2 separate regions of the Callithrix jacchus genome follow, and region 2 is linked to region 1. Evidence: chromatin contacts called from public Hi-C data. All regions are on one chromosome and are shown on one strand. Each heading gives the region's core, a stretch centred on a gene start, on an enhancer-like site or on the middle of the called end of the contact. The rest is flanking DNA. Distances are from core to core; before and after follow the strand shown. Region 1 has its middle 43 kb from the start of CCN6. Region 2 holds the start of CCN6 (cellular communication network factor 6).

Region 1 (2,700 bases), core at 179-2,678:
TAACACTGTTAGGGGGTCCTTTCCTCTCATCCTACTCAGTGATAGTACCTCCGTCTGGGACCCAAGTGTTAGGCTACCTCCTGTAATAGGTTCTCGGCTGCTGACATGTAATAAGCCTCTTCACAGATGCCACCCTCATGACTGCATCCCAGCCCCTGCTGGCCGTTGGAGCCTCTGCTCACTACCCATGTGGGGGACTGTCAAAGCCACCCTCTTTACTGAGAAACCTTTTGTAGTTGACACCAGTGCTCTGGACTCATCTTTCAGAAATTTTTCTAAGCCTTGCCATCAGTACCACAGTCTTAATGTTGAATGAGACCCTGCTTTGCACCAGTGTCTGCGTGGATGATGTCACTGCATCGCCACTGAAAATTCTACTTTGGGTCTAGAGTCAAGGGCAGAATGGAAATGCAGCAAACAATAAATACTTCGTGACTTGCCTCAAAAATAATACCGCCGACTTTTACATCAACTCCGTCTTCTAGCTCGCCTTTGGGATTGGTCTGTGCTGAAAGCAATTTCCAAAGTTAGAACCGAAGAAGGAGCAGATGAATATAATTAGGAGAGGAAGAATAGGAGTCAGCCAGGCAGAGCTCTGGTTCATTAATAATGGTCTTCGATTAGAATACCGCTCTTTGGGTGGTGTCTTTAGAAATCTCAGCATCAAGAGAGGCTGGAATTGCTTACAGTGTTATCGGCCCTGTTGTCTTGTCATTTTATTTCTTAGCTGTTTTATATTCTGGGCACAGAACTAGCTGGGAAGAATACAAATCCAGCGGTGTCAATGATAGCAGCTAACTGTAGGTATGGTCCTTATTTAAGGCTGGGCTTTGATTCAAGTCCTTCTTATTGTGCATTCCTCAGATTGCTTAATAGAAATGTGGGAAGAAGTGATACGGTAGGAGGATCAGTCAGGGAGGGGAAGGTATAGGAATAGAAGTGTTAAAAGGTCATAAATTATGCAGTACTTAAAAAATTCAAATTAATTTGAAGAACCGTTAATGGTCTGCTTTATCCTCGTTTTATACTTTTGTCTGTGAAATAAAAAGCAACGTCCTCGCAGGCCAATACGGTGCACCTGACCCTGGTGCGGCCAAGTTGATCTTCCTGCCACCAAAGCCTGCAGGCCGCTCCCTCTGCAGTGAAGACGTGCGGCGGTGGGGAGGTGAGGTTCGGATGTAATCAACAGCGACCTCTAGCGTGTGCCTGAGAATTTGCATTTGGTTAAGAGTACAGAAGGAAAATAGTAGAGGGGAATTCTGATCAAATTTCCAAGGAACAAAGGCGAGGTAGACATTTCTCATTGTTTTCCCTGGTAGAGAAGCCCAGGACTGACAGCTGAGGATTTCACTTCATTGGCACCACTTACTCCCCTCAGTGCTGGAAATGCTATTCAAAACATTGCCTTATTTCCTCCAGCAGATTTCCTCCAAACGGATCATTGGGATTGGTTTTAAAAAACCCTTTCACTTGTCTTTAGCGCTTCATTTCAACGAGAGAGTTCCCACAGGAGAGCATCAGCTCTTTTACTGCAGGGTGTGTGTGTGTGTGTGTGTGTGTGCGCACGCGCGAGGGGCTGAAGACAGAATGGGAGAGAAGAGCTCAGAAAGAGCGTGTAGGCAACATGGGGGGGTTCTGTGAGGAGGTCTGGGGTTCAGGGGTTCCTGCTCACCCTTCTTCATTGACAGCTGCTCCCTAGAGGTGGCCAGCTCTCCACTTCCACTTGTGGCTATTGTCGACTATTGAACATTTCCTTTGCCTGACCTTGGTGCGTCCACAGAGCAGCAATCAGCTCCCCGGGATCTTTTTTTTTTTTTTTTTTTTGAGATGAAGTTTCACTTTTGTTGCCCAAGCTGGAGAGCAATGGCACAATCTTGGCTCACTGCAACCTTTGCCTCCTGGCTTTGGATTCTCCTGTCCCAGCCTCCCGAGTAGCTGGGATTACACGCGCCTGCCACCACACCCAGCTAATTTTTGTATGTTTAGTAGAGACGGGGTTTCACTATGTTGACCAGGCTGGTCTTGAACGCCTGACCTCAGGCGTTCCGCTGAGGCTGATCTACCTGCCTCAGCCTCCCAAAGTGCTGGTATTACAGGTGTGAGCCACCGTGCTGCGCCCAGCAGCCCAAGGGGTTCTTGCCCTCGCCTCTGCTCTTTGCTTCCGTCTTCTGCCCCTCCCACTCTTCTGAAGCCAGATTCTGAGTCTCTAGGGTGATGTCCAGGCCAAGTGAGTGCACAGGCTGACGGTGCTCATTCCTAGCGAAGAATGCAGCCAGAGGATGCCTTCCAAGATCTGTCAGGAGCCAGGAGGAGATTCTTTAGAGAAAGGCTAACATCGCAGTTCCTGGCCCATGACTTTGCTGTTTGGTGATGGTAATCTGTGGGATGTGTTTTGCAAGAGGTTTAGGGGTTAGGGAATGAGGGAATACATTTTCCGGTAACTTCAAACAATTGAAGGCAGATAGATTTGCAGTACATATTTGCTGTAATAACTGGATTTGGCCTGCTATTGCCTTTTATGCAAGCTTGAACGTAGAAATGCTCCATGTTTTGTTATTGTGTTTTAAGCTATGAGCACGTAATTGTGATTGGGGCTTTCTCAATTTCACCTGTGTTTCCTTCTCCCGGTATTATTAGATCAAGGACCTAAGCATTTGTGTAAAGGGCCTTAACTCTCAGGGCCTAATCCACCTGCCCTAT
Region 2 (2,702 bases), core at 37-2,536, 43 kb after region 1:
GGCAACATTTGCTCCAGAGCTCCCTGAAGGGTTGGTGGAGTCTTTGTCAGGCTTGTATCACAGTTTAATATCTTTCTCTGCTAAATCCTGCTTTTCTCTTTCTTTGACAGGTATTGATCTCTAAAAAACATTCACACTCCAAATTCCATCTCAGCATCTGTTTCTGGAGAATTCAGTCTCTGTCAGCATGGGTACTATGTTAATAAATATTACAAGAAGATGTTGATCAGTTCATCTACCTCCTTACAAGTTTACACATTCAGGTTGGCTACTGAAATTTTTCTTTAAACATTATCTCATTGGGAAAACTGGGTATCAGCTTATGAATAAGGTCAATTTTTATTGCATACTCTCAGTATTCCCATTGATACTGTATTGAGGCTGGTCCACTCACTGTCCCTCCTGCCCTATCCCCTATTCCCATATCACACTCAATTGCACTCATTCCTCCACCTAGGTTCTGGCTCATGCCATTTCCTCAAAGTAAATTTCTGTCCTTCTGTTCTCTTGCACATGTAGACACTACTCATTCTTCAGGGTCTTCAAGAATACCGCTTCCTCCACAAAGACCTCTTTGACTTATGTAGACTTCTCTTTTATTCTTAACTTTAAAAAATAGATGTCATTTTGTTTTAAAAATGTAACTCAGTTAAGTGAAGCTATTTTCTAATCATTTCATGTGAATTACATCTCCCAGTACCTAATACAGCACAGAGAGCATAACGTAGTTACCTGTAAAAACACTAGTTAATTGAGTAAAATTGATCAATAACAATATTGAAAATATTAAGAAACATCCAAACAATTTAAAGTTTAAATTATACCCTGGGGGAGCAGTATGTTCCAAAGCCTGTTTCCTGGATTTTCCTTTTTCTTTAAAAAATGTTTTTATGGTCAAATTTATTTGGAAAATGTTGCCTGTCATATCTTCCTATTGGGGATGAGTGCACTGGGTAATTAAAGGATTTGAAAAGTCTCTCAGTAAATAAATTATTTGACTTTAACCAAACTACTTTAATCATAATGCATTTATTCCCTGTTTTGAATAGCATCTGTGAGCATCTCTGGGGAATCTGTGTTGTGCAGAACATCCTTTGGGAGCTGTGTCCTGGCAGATAGCAGAGACCTAGATGCCCATAGAAATAGGCTCCGTGTCAAATGGGCTGATGACTGGCACCTCCAAATCTAAGGGGGGACATGGCTTTAGCAGACTTGCGATGTCACCATTGCAGGCACAGGAAGCCAGCTGAAGGAACCGGAAGGTAGAGCTGTCAGTTCGTGCCAGTGACTCATGGGAAATAGTTGATTTAGGGTAGCTAGTCTCAACCCTGGCTGCACATCGGAATCACCCAGGGAGCTTTAAAACATCCTGATGCCTGGGTCTCACCCCTGGAGACGCTGATGTCATGGGTCTGGGGTGGGGCCTGGGCACTGGGATATTGTGAATTCCCCACAGGATTCCAGTTTCAGCAAAGCTGAGAGCCACTGCTTCAGGCAAGTGGGGATGCTTGTGTGTGAAATGATTCTTTTCTTCCAGATTCCAGGTTTCTTTTATTGAATGTATCTGCTGTACGGGAAATTACTCTGGGAAATCGATAAGTAAATAACCATCTGTGCTGCTCATCTTGGTGCTTAAACCTCCAACTGTAAGTAGGCTCCGAGAACCACCAGTGCTGGTTAGAAAGGCAGAGTTTCCTGCCCCACCCAGAACCGGGTCCTGATGCCTGGGTGATCTGTAGGAGCACTGCAGCCTAAGAGCATTGGGCTAGACTGGAGGTGCCTGGTGAAGAGCAGCTCCTCTCACTGGAAGCCTGTGAACCAGAGGGCCTGCTGCACACCTGCCTCTGACTTTATCTCAGTCCCATAGGCGCAGTCAGCCTGGCTCCTATGCCTCTGTCCTGCTTCCCCAGAGGATGGCTGCCTACCTCTCGAAGGAGCCTTCAGGGGCCCCCACAGTACCCTTTTCAAACACCAGTTAGTCAATATTTTAAGTTGGGGGACCCCAAATTCGTGGAAATCTATCTGGCTGTGTTCCCTTATGCATTAAGAAGCAGAAAAGAACAGAAATATAATTTTATTTCTATAGATGATAAACATTGTCAGAAATGGTTCTTTTCCTTCTTTGTTTTGTATTTAGTGAAGAGTGGGGGAATATCAGAAATGGAGGCCCCGAAAGATGAACTAAATCATCCAAATGCGTATGAGCCAGGTAGGGGTGAGTCTGCCACTTCAGAGGCCCATGGGAGCTGAGCTGGATGAATGCAGAGTGAAGAGTCAGAGACCCCACAGACGCCAGTGGTGAACTCCTGTGACTGTGTTGGTGCATCTAGCTCCACCGTCAAACAGGATCATAACTTGCTCCATCAATGACTGGTTCATAGTGCGCGTCTGTCTCATGCAAGGTGTGCTCATTACTTTAACACAACGTTTACCTTGTAAACGTTTCTCATCATGAAAAAGAAACAGACCAGTAACCTCATATTTTTGTGATGAGTAGATTTTTTTGGTTCATCAGCCCGGCCCTTTCTCCATTATCAAGCTTATGGCAAGGCTGACATTCCAGGGCAAACACTTGCCTTCTTGGTACCCACGAGCAGTGGACTCCTCATTCTGCTTTGGTTTACTGCTTCCACATTAACTCATTAACTAGCTCCCTTATTCATTGCTCAACAGACAATTCTTATCTACTGTGTTGGGAACAG

Evidence for each region. A called contact is a pair of places that touch in the nucleus more often than the background predicts.
Region 2: a contact with region 1 is called in a Hi-C map of induced pluripotent stem cells, with 2.6 times the contacts expected there. The contact joins the promoter of CCN6 here to the enhancer-like site in region 1. A contact is called at or near these places in 2 of 3 Hi-C or Micro-C datasets (induced pluripotent stem cells and skeletal muscle).

The regions. Positions count from the first base shown.
Region 1 is chr4:118,251,908-118,254,607 of calJac240_pri, forward strand. No RefSeq gene overlaps it. Among named protein-coding and RNA genes, the nearest start is that of CCN6, 43 kb to the right of the region's middle. Within about 2 kb of position 1,429, at least 2 of the 16 cell types and tissues checked have an H3K27ac peak or open chromatin away from gene starts, as enhancers often do.
Region 2 is chr4:118,294,706-118,297,407 of calJac240_pri, forward strand. CCN6 (cellular communication network factor 6) reads left to right here and starts at 1,287. Exons shown (of 7, transcript XM_035296543.3): 1 at 1,287-1,646.